Linked DNA regions of Triticum aestivum: region 1 is linked to region 2. The links are chromatin contacts, called in public Hi-C maps. All regions are on one chromosome and are shown on one strand. The core of a region is the stretch at or near the end of the contact, and the rest is flanking DNA. Distances in the headings are between cores, read along the strand shown.

The links. A called contact is a pair of places that touch in the nucleus more often than the background predicts.
Region 1: a contact with region 2 is called in a Hi-C map of leaf, with 7 times the contacts expected there. The contact joins the promoter of LOC123059864 here to the promoter of LOC123059861 in region 2. A contact is called at or near these places in 2 of 5 Hi-C or Micro-C datasets (both in leaf).

Annotation. Positions count from the first base shown.
Region 1 is chr3A:14,203,548-14,207,338 of IWGSC CS RefSeq v2.1, reverse strand. LOC123059864 (ABC transporter G family member 7) reads left to right here and starts at 1,488. Exons shown (of 11, transcript XM_044482395.1): 1 at 1,488-1,847; 2 at 2,385-2,575; 3 at 2,657-2,807; 4 at 2,971-3,103; 5 at 3,737-3,791. The coding sequence starts at 1,629.
Region 2 is chr3A:13,860,260-13,864,199 of IWGSC CS RefSeq v2.1, reverse strand. It overlaps LOC123059861, which reads left to right and starts at 1,478. Exons shown (of 9, transcript XM_044482392.1): 1 at 1,478-1,787; 2 at 2,813-3,009; 3 at 3,628-3,800. The coding sequence starts at 1,667.

The DNA.
Region 1 (3,791 bases), core at 239-2,738, 340 kb before region 2:
ACCTCCTTTCCCCCCTCTTTTCAAATCGAGTCTCTATCGCTTTGCTGCGAGCAGCTGCGTGACATCAAGTTAGCTGAAACGACCCCTGCCAACCATCCCTCCCATCTTGGATGAACCCGTCACGCTCAAAGCTCCGCTGGATCCTTTTCCTCCCCTCGCGCAAAGCCGGCTAGGGCAAAGTCCTCGCTCAATCGGATGGCGGCATTTCATCGTCAAGTTGGCCTTTCGATCTTTGATCCTTCTCGAATTCGTCCATCAAAGCGGAGCCGACGGAGCCCCGGCGTAGATTTCCCCTACCTTCATGGGGCGCCGAGGTTAGGGTTTCTCTTTGCGCGTGCGCGGGAATGAGAACCGGTTGGTGTCAGACGCTTTAGAGATCAATTCAAAGGTTTCTTTGGGATGCGTGCGATAAGGCTTCTCATCTGTCATCGACAAAGTCAGGACGGCTCCAGTATGGGAACAGTGAAAGGGGCTCATAGAAGGCTCGTTTTGTTGATCATCCAGTGGTACAGGGACCTCGATGTTATTTTTTTTTTAGGGTGATTTATACATTTGATGAACTTTTTCTAATGGATCTGTGTATTTAGACCTCATTTTGTGATTTTTCTTCTTGCTGTTAAACAAACAGTTTGAGGTGGGAAGGGGGATCTACGTTGACTAGCCCTCGCTTTAGAAATCTGATTTGCCACTAGTCGCTCTATCGCATAGAGTTCTGAGTGTGTTGGCAGTTGACACTTGCTATCTTCGGTTTTTATTTTTTATGTTATCTTGTGCCAGAGTAGGTATACTAAAATTAAGACATTTATTTTAAAACAAAGGTACTCCCTCCGTTCAGAAATATTTGTTCTAAAAATGATTGTATGTCAATGTGAATTTGTTTTAGTTCTAAAAGTATTTTCAAACGGAGGGAGTAGTAGTTAATTGGCCGTCTGTCCCCATTTACCTTGGAGAGATACCGCTAACAAAAATTACTACCTTGGAAAGATCAACTGCTAATTTCTTGACACGGAAAACACCATGTCCGGTTTTTGTCAGTGAAGACGGCACATGAGTAGAGGGAGACGGTTTGTAATTGGATGGATCCTGTTGCAGATAGGAAGTACTAGTAGCACATCTCCATTCTGTAATCAACGTCACCGAATCACGGCTTGTTCTTTTGCGCGGGGGCAACGGCTACTCCACTCCACTCCACTCGCAGACTCCAGAACTAGTAGCTGTCGTGACCACGACGATGCTACTACTCCTTCACGGGTCACCCGCCACATGGGCCACGACGTGGATCCGATCTTCCTTTTCTTTAAGATGGGTCCGATCTTTTTTTTTCTTTGAGAAAAATTTATTAGGGGTGGACCCGATCCCTTTTTGTTCGAACCTGTCGTCCGACGGCCCAGCGTGACAAACGTACGTTTCCAAGGCCCCGCCGTCCAGACGACCGGCCCAGCGGCGGCCCAGGTCGCCGATGGCAAGGCTCACTCTCTCTCCCCATCCCATGCCACGCCGCAACAAACTAACCACCACCACACAACGCGCCTCGCTGGAGCTGGACGAGGAAGGACGGCGAGGCTTAAGCCTGAGGGCGCGACTAAACCCCTCCCCGTCCTCCTCTGCTCGTCGCCGGTCGCCGCGGGATGGAGATCAAGGGGCTGGGGCAGCTCCTGGCGGCGCTGGCCGCGGCGCTGTTCCTGCGGGTCGTCGCCGCGGGGGCCGGCCCCGCCCTCCTCCCGCCCGCGGAGGATGAGGAGGGGGACGTGGAGGCCGGCGAGGGAGGAGGCGGCGGCGGGGTGCGGCCGGTGACCATCCGGTGGGCCCGCGTCACCTGCGCCCTCAAGAACAAGCGCGGGGACATGGTGAGTCGCTCTGGTTGACGCCGCCCTCCCTCTCAAGTCTCTCTTCTCGCCGGAGCCCCGTGGCCGAACACCTTGCGCGCGCGCGCATTGGTCTTGTCTCTCTCTATCTCGTGCTAGTACATGGGTTGGGGGCGCACGATAGCGAGGGGCCACGTTCGGCTGGTCCGAGTGGCTGGCGCTGGGCCCTGCTGGGGCGTTGACTGGTTGACCCCGCGATGTGGCAGTGGCACTCGACAGTGAGGCCATACTGTTAATGCAGGTCAACCTGCATAATTTTGCGTTGTCTGAATCTTCCAGAGTATGCACACCCTACATTGTTCATCAATGTGCTGCGTAATTTTGCATCAGACAACGATTCAGAGTATGCACACCCTACATTGTGACCCCCGGGATGTAGCAGTGGCAACAGTGAGGCCAAACTGTTACTGCAGGACAAGTTGCATAACTTTGCGTGGGCTAATCCTTGTCTGAATCTTCCAGAGTATGCAAACCCTGTATCTATGTATTATTCGTGATGTGCTGCGTGATTGTTTGCAGGCAAGGTTCCTGCTGTCGAATCTGTCCGGGGAGGCGAAACCAGGGAGGCTGCTAGCACTCATGGGGCCGTCAGGGTCAGGCAAGACGACTCTGCTCAATGTGCTGGCAGGGCAGCTCACGGCATCACCTTCCTTGCACCTCTCGGGCTTTCTCTATGTCAATGGCCAGCCTATGTCGCAGGGCGGTTATAAGTAAGCTATGCTAATTCACCTTGTGGTCTTAGTTTTCGCAAACATTTGTGGAAGAGAACTGATGTGTATTTCTTTCTGTAGGATCGCTTATGTGAGGCAAGAAGACATCTTCTTCTCACAGCTCACGGTGCGGGAAACACTCTCACTTGCTGCTGAACTCCAGCTTCATGACACCATGTCTCCCGAGAGGAAGGAGAAGTATGTTAATGATCTTCTGTTTCGCCTTGGATTGGTAAGTCATCATTGATTGATCAATAGCAACACACATTTTTTTTCAATTTATCGGGGAATCTAACCTACATGATTGTTGGATGATCGATATATGTTACTCTCAGTTCATTCTGATTTGAGTTTTATTGTACTATAATTATGTATTCCTCTCTTTTTAATGAAAGGTCAACTCTGCTGATTCTATCGTGGGTGATGCAAAAGTACGTGGAATTAGTGGTGGTGAAAAGAAGCGCCTCTCGCTTGCATGTGAACTGATTGCAAGCCCTTCAGTCATCTTTGCGGATGAACCAACAACAGGTATTTTAGCCAATTCACCATTTCCCCCCGTAGTTTTGAATTAGCCTTTTATTTTACTTATGTATAGTTATTGTAGTTAGATTTACTTGCATGACTACAAGTGCTCGAGTCTCTTCTTTATCTAGCAAGTTAATGTAAATAGATAGTAATATACAAGAACTTAATAAAAAAAGTAGTAACACATAAACCTACTTCACTCAAATAGAACTATAGAAGGTTAACTAGGATTTCGTGGCACCTTGACAATGTCATTGCACTCCCAAAGGGCAGGGAGGTTGCCGTCCTCGTTATTCCCGTAAAAAGTACATAATGGTAATACTGTAGAAGTACAGAATCCCTGGTTGTAGTGTGGCAGTTTGTGACCAACCTAGGGTTATCTCAGGCAAGACAATCCACCCAAGTATCGCCCATGGTCCCATGAAGAAAAACGAGACAGACTGTTCTTGCAACTTACCGTTTTAAGTGGGATCCCTTATTGAAGTTTTGAATTTTCACATGGATCAGTTTTTTCTCCTGAGATCCTCTTGTGAATATTAGCCATGGAGTTTTTTCAATTGCCTGGTATGCCCAGCTGTAAAATATGAACTGGTTGATAGCACATGAACTTTGTGTATGTTTATTACTCTCTTTTAGGCCTTGATGCATTCCAGGCAGAGAAGGTGATGGAGACTCTTAGACAGCTTGCAGA
Region 2 (3,940 bases), core at 229-2,728:
CGAAGAAAGAGTTGATGAATATCTTTGTTGAAGTCCCTCGAACAGGTCCCCCAAATAAAGATCACCTAGCAGGACGTGTAGGACCTAGTGCCATGTCCGTTAAAGAAATCGCCATGCTCCCAACAACATGAATTTTCATAGAAAACGTCAGATTTGTCATGGTTAAAAATGAAACGGTACATTTGTATGAAAATCCTTTTTTCAAAAGATGAACCACCCTATTTCAAAATCATCTTTTGGGTGGATCCTACAAAAAGAAAAAATCAATGCCAGAGCCTCTCTTTTCTTTTGCTCTTCTCTTTGTGGCTCTGCACGAATGCATGGTTGCTTCGACCGGCAGCAATGAGATCCTTGATGGATCTCCCAAAGCGGACGGCACAATCCCAGAGAAGAAGGCGGTAAATCAAACCCACGTTTTACGGGGTGCCGGCTCCCAACCCCTTTCGTAAAGCTTTCCGCCAAATTGCCCGCCAAAAGCAAAACAGCTTCCCCTCCGCGTCACCACGCAGCTTTAGGATGCGTTTGGTTGAAGGTGTCGTATGAATGAGTTGGGACCGTTCAATTTTTTTGGGATTGAACCATTCAATTCATGTGTTTGGCTGAATATAAGTGGTGAGCTAATTATTTAGGACGGGACCACCAGTCATGCTCACATAGTCATGCATGCAAAGGGTGGTCATTTGATTCGACCGATTTGGTTGGGTGGAACGGTTCAGCATCTTCATGGTATATTCTTTTTTTTTGGCTCGAACCATTCATGTGCTTTATAACCAAACATGTCTATTTTCTGAACGATTTCAACCCATTCATAACCGCCCTTGCAACCAAACGCACCCTTGACTCCCTCCCTCCATTTCCACTCACCAAAGGAGAAAGCAATATCCGATACTGATCTCTCTCCCTCTCTCTCTCTTCTTCTTTTGCTAATGTTTTTTTTGCTTTTGCTAATGTTGATTGATGGAGACCAGAAAAAGCTAGCGCCCCTATCTATATACTCTACTAACGAAATATCTGGACGGACGGGCAGGGGTATGCGGGTGGGGCCCGCGGGACAGCGACGCGCGTTCCACGTTTGCTCTCCTCCTCCTGCTCAAAGTACCTAAACTAGCCCTCCCGTCGACGGCGCTCCGCTGCCAATTCCCGTGCGCGCAACAGTGGGGGCAGGATCGTAATTACAGGCACTGAGCGCAGGCGGAGCACATAGTAGCAGTGGTAGATCCCGGCCGGCCCCACCGCCAATCCACCCTTTCGCGCCCTTTCTCCACCGCGCACCCGTGCCACCCCGCAACGGGGCCCGCATCTCGCTCGCCGTACGCGGGGGCCCACGCGTCCACGTGTGCCGCCCGCGGCACCGCGTGGCACGCGGCGGGGCGCGTCGCCCCCGCTAGGGCCACCCGGGGGATCGTACACGGCCGGGCTGCCGCCATGCCATGTGATTCTGCTGTGCGGCGCGTGACGTGTGTCTGCGAGTGGGACGGGAGCAGGAGCAATAAACACTGGCGTGGGCGCGGGCGGGCGAGTGGGAGTAGGAGTCGGAGTAGCGCCGTGTCGTGTCGTGTGTGGTGTCTTCCACTCACTCCCGCCCCCGCCGGACCCCTGCCTGCCGCCCTCGCCGCGCGGGAACGCAGATGCGGCGGCCCTGACCCCTGAGCGAGGGCCGATCGGGATGAAGTGGGGAGGAGGAGGAGTCGCCTTCGCGTTGCTCGCGGCGGTGGTCGGCGTCGCGGCCGCCGCGGAGGGGGACTCGCTCGCCGGACTCGCCGCGGGCATCGACGGCGCCGCGCCAGGTGCGTGCGTGCATACTTCGCTCGCCGCGTGCTTGCTCGTTTGCCGACGTCGCCGCTGGCGGTGGCGGTGGCGATCTGCGCCCCCGGTTGATCCGTCGATAGGTCGCGCGAGCGAGGGGGGATCGGTTTCGATCCATTCCCGAAGCGACGCGAGCTCCGATCTCGGTGCCTGCCATGCCGTGCCACGCTCTTATTTTTTTTGTCGTTTATTAGGGCGATTAATCAGAACCGTCGGTCCGTCCTGCCTGTCGAAATCGCGCTCTGTTTTTGTTTCCTAGCTCAGGCCTCGTCGGCGTCTCCAGGTGGTGATCCCGCCGCGATCGACTCGACTCGCGCTTCCAGTCTAGGTTCAGAGTCAGAGAATCGAGCGAGTGTTTATTATCTTATTTACCGCTAATTTAATTTCGGCGCTCGACTGTTTATGGCGGTGCCGCTGCGAGAATGTATTTACTGCTATTTTATTCACTGCCGGTGGTGTCGGTAGATCCTCTCTGACACTCGATCGCGTTTTCTTAATCCCATTTGGTACGCCTCACTGCCTCAGGCTCAGGAGGGGTGCTAATTTTAGCAACCCGTATTTTATTCCTGCTACGGTAGCTACCTCGGCTCGGTTGCTAGAATCAGTCAAGCTGTTTGCTGGTGGCGTATATTTTTAGTAGTATATTCATGTCGGTGCTGTCATCGATCTTGCCGACGAGGTTGACGACTTCCACTCCAAGCAACTCCTGGCTCCTAGGAAGTACAACTGCCCCCTTTATTTCTTCCACCAAAGGCCTCCTGATTTTCAGTGCTTCATGTGACAAGAATTGACATCGCCGTAATTTATGCGTATTGACTAGGAATGCGCGCTTTGATGCCTTTCTTACCATAGAAGCAAGCACCCTTTTTGATTTGCTACTAGCCTTGCACTAGAAGCAAGTGGAACTTTGTTTGTAGTATCAGTTTACTATTACTAATATATCATCCATGTTGGTGCTGGTGCTAAAAGGTCTGTATTTTTTTGTGCAAATCTTCTGGTACTTTAGAGGTGAAGGAATTGGGGCCATGGGCGAAGGGGCTGCTGAACGGGATGCCGGATGGGGCAGCAGGGCCGGCGGCCATGGGGCCCGTCGCCAAGTATCCGTTGGTACTGGCCGAGGACAGGACGCGGCGGCCGGACGTTCTCCGCCATCTCAGGATGTATGGAGGTGGTTGGAACATCACCAACAAGCACTACTGGGCGGTATGTGTCATTGTTTAGACTTTATTAATAATTAACCCTTTCATGAGCGTATTGCTTTAATTTGTTAGAGATGTCATTATACCAAAGTAGTATTTATGTGGGTTGTTGGGATCAGGGTAGTTGGATTGGTACAGTCCGTGTACGCACTAGAGATTCAGCCCATCAATACTGATCCTACTTTGAGGAATATAAGGCATGTCATCCCCTTTTAGTTGGCTGACGGTACTTAGTTTACATTTGATGCCCAAAGTGTCCCCAAATGTACCAGGAGTGTACACAGCTACAGGAAAGTTGCAGGATTTAAGACAGTAGGTTATTGCTTTCTTGGAACCATGTTGAATAATCAACAACTTTCTTGGACAAACTAAGTGCAAAGTTGACTTCGAAGTTATGGAGAAGAAAAAGGACAGTGGCTTAAAAATGGAATTGGGTGGTACAGAGTCAAGGCAAATAGCATATGCCTAGTTTTATATAGTTAGCAATGATTGACGAAACCTGTTAGCATGTCAAATCTGACCGTCATCTTTCAAGTTGCCTAGTTACTTTTACGGACTGCTGGTTTCCCCCTTTCCCATTCTGCATTGCACTGCTATGTTAACTGAATCAAGTATGTTTCAGTCTGTATCATTCACAGGAGTTGCTGGATTTCTCCTTGCTGCCCTGTGGTTTATTTCATTTGGGATTGCTGCAGCTTCATTCTGCTTTTGTAAATCAAGAGTGGGCAAAGCAAAGGTTTCTCATGCAGATGTAGCACGACCTGTGTTGCTTGTGGTTGCTGTGCTTGCTTTATTGTAAGACACTTAATCTCTTTACCGTTCATTTGTACTGTTGTTTATTTGTTCTAGTTTGGAATATATTTTTATGTACAAGTCTAGATGAGTTGCTTGTGCAACTGCCCATGGGTAGCCTTATCCATACATCCAACTTTTAC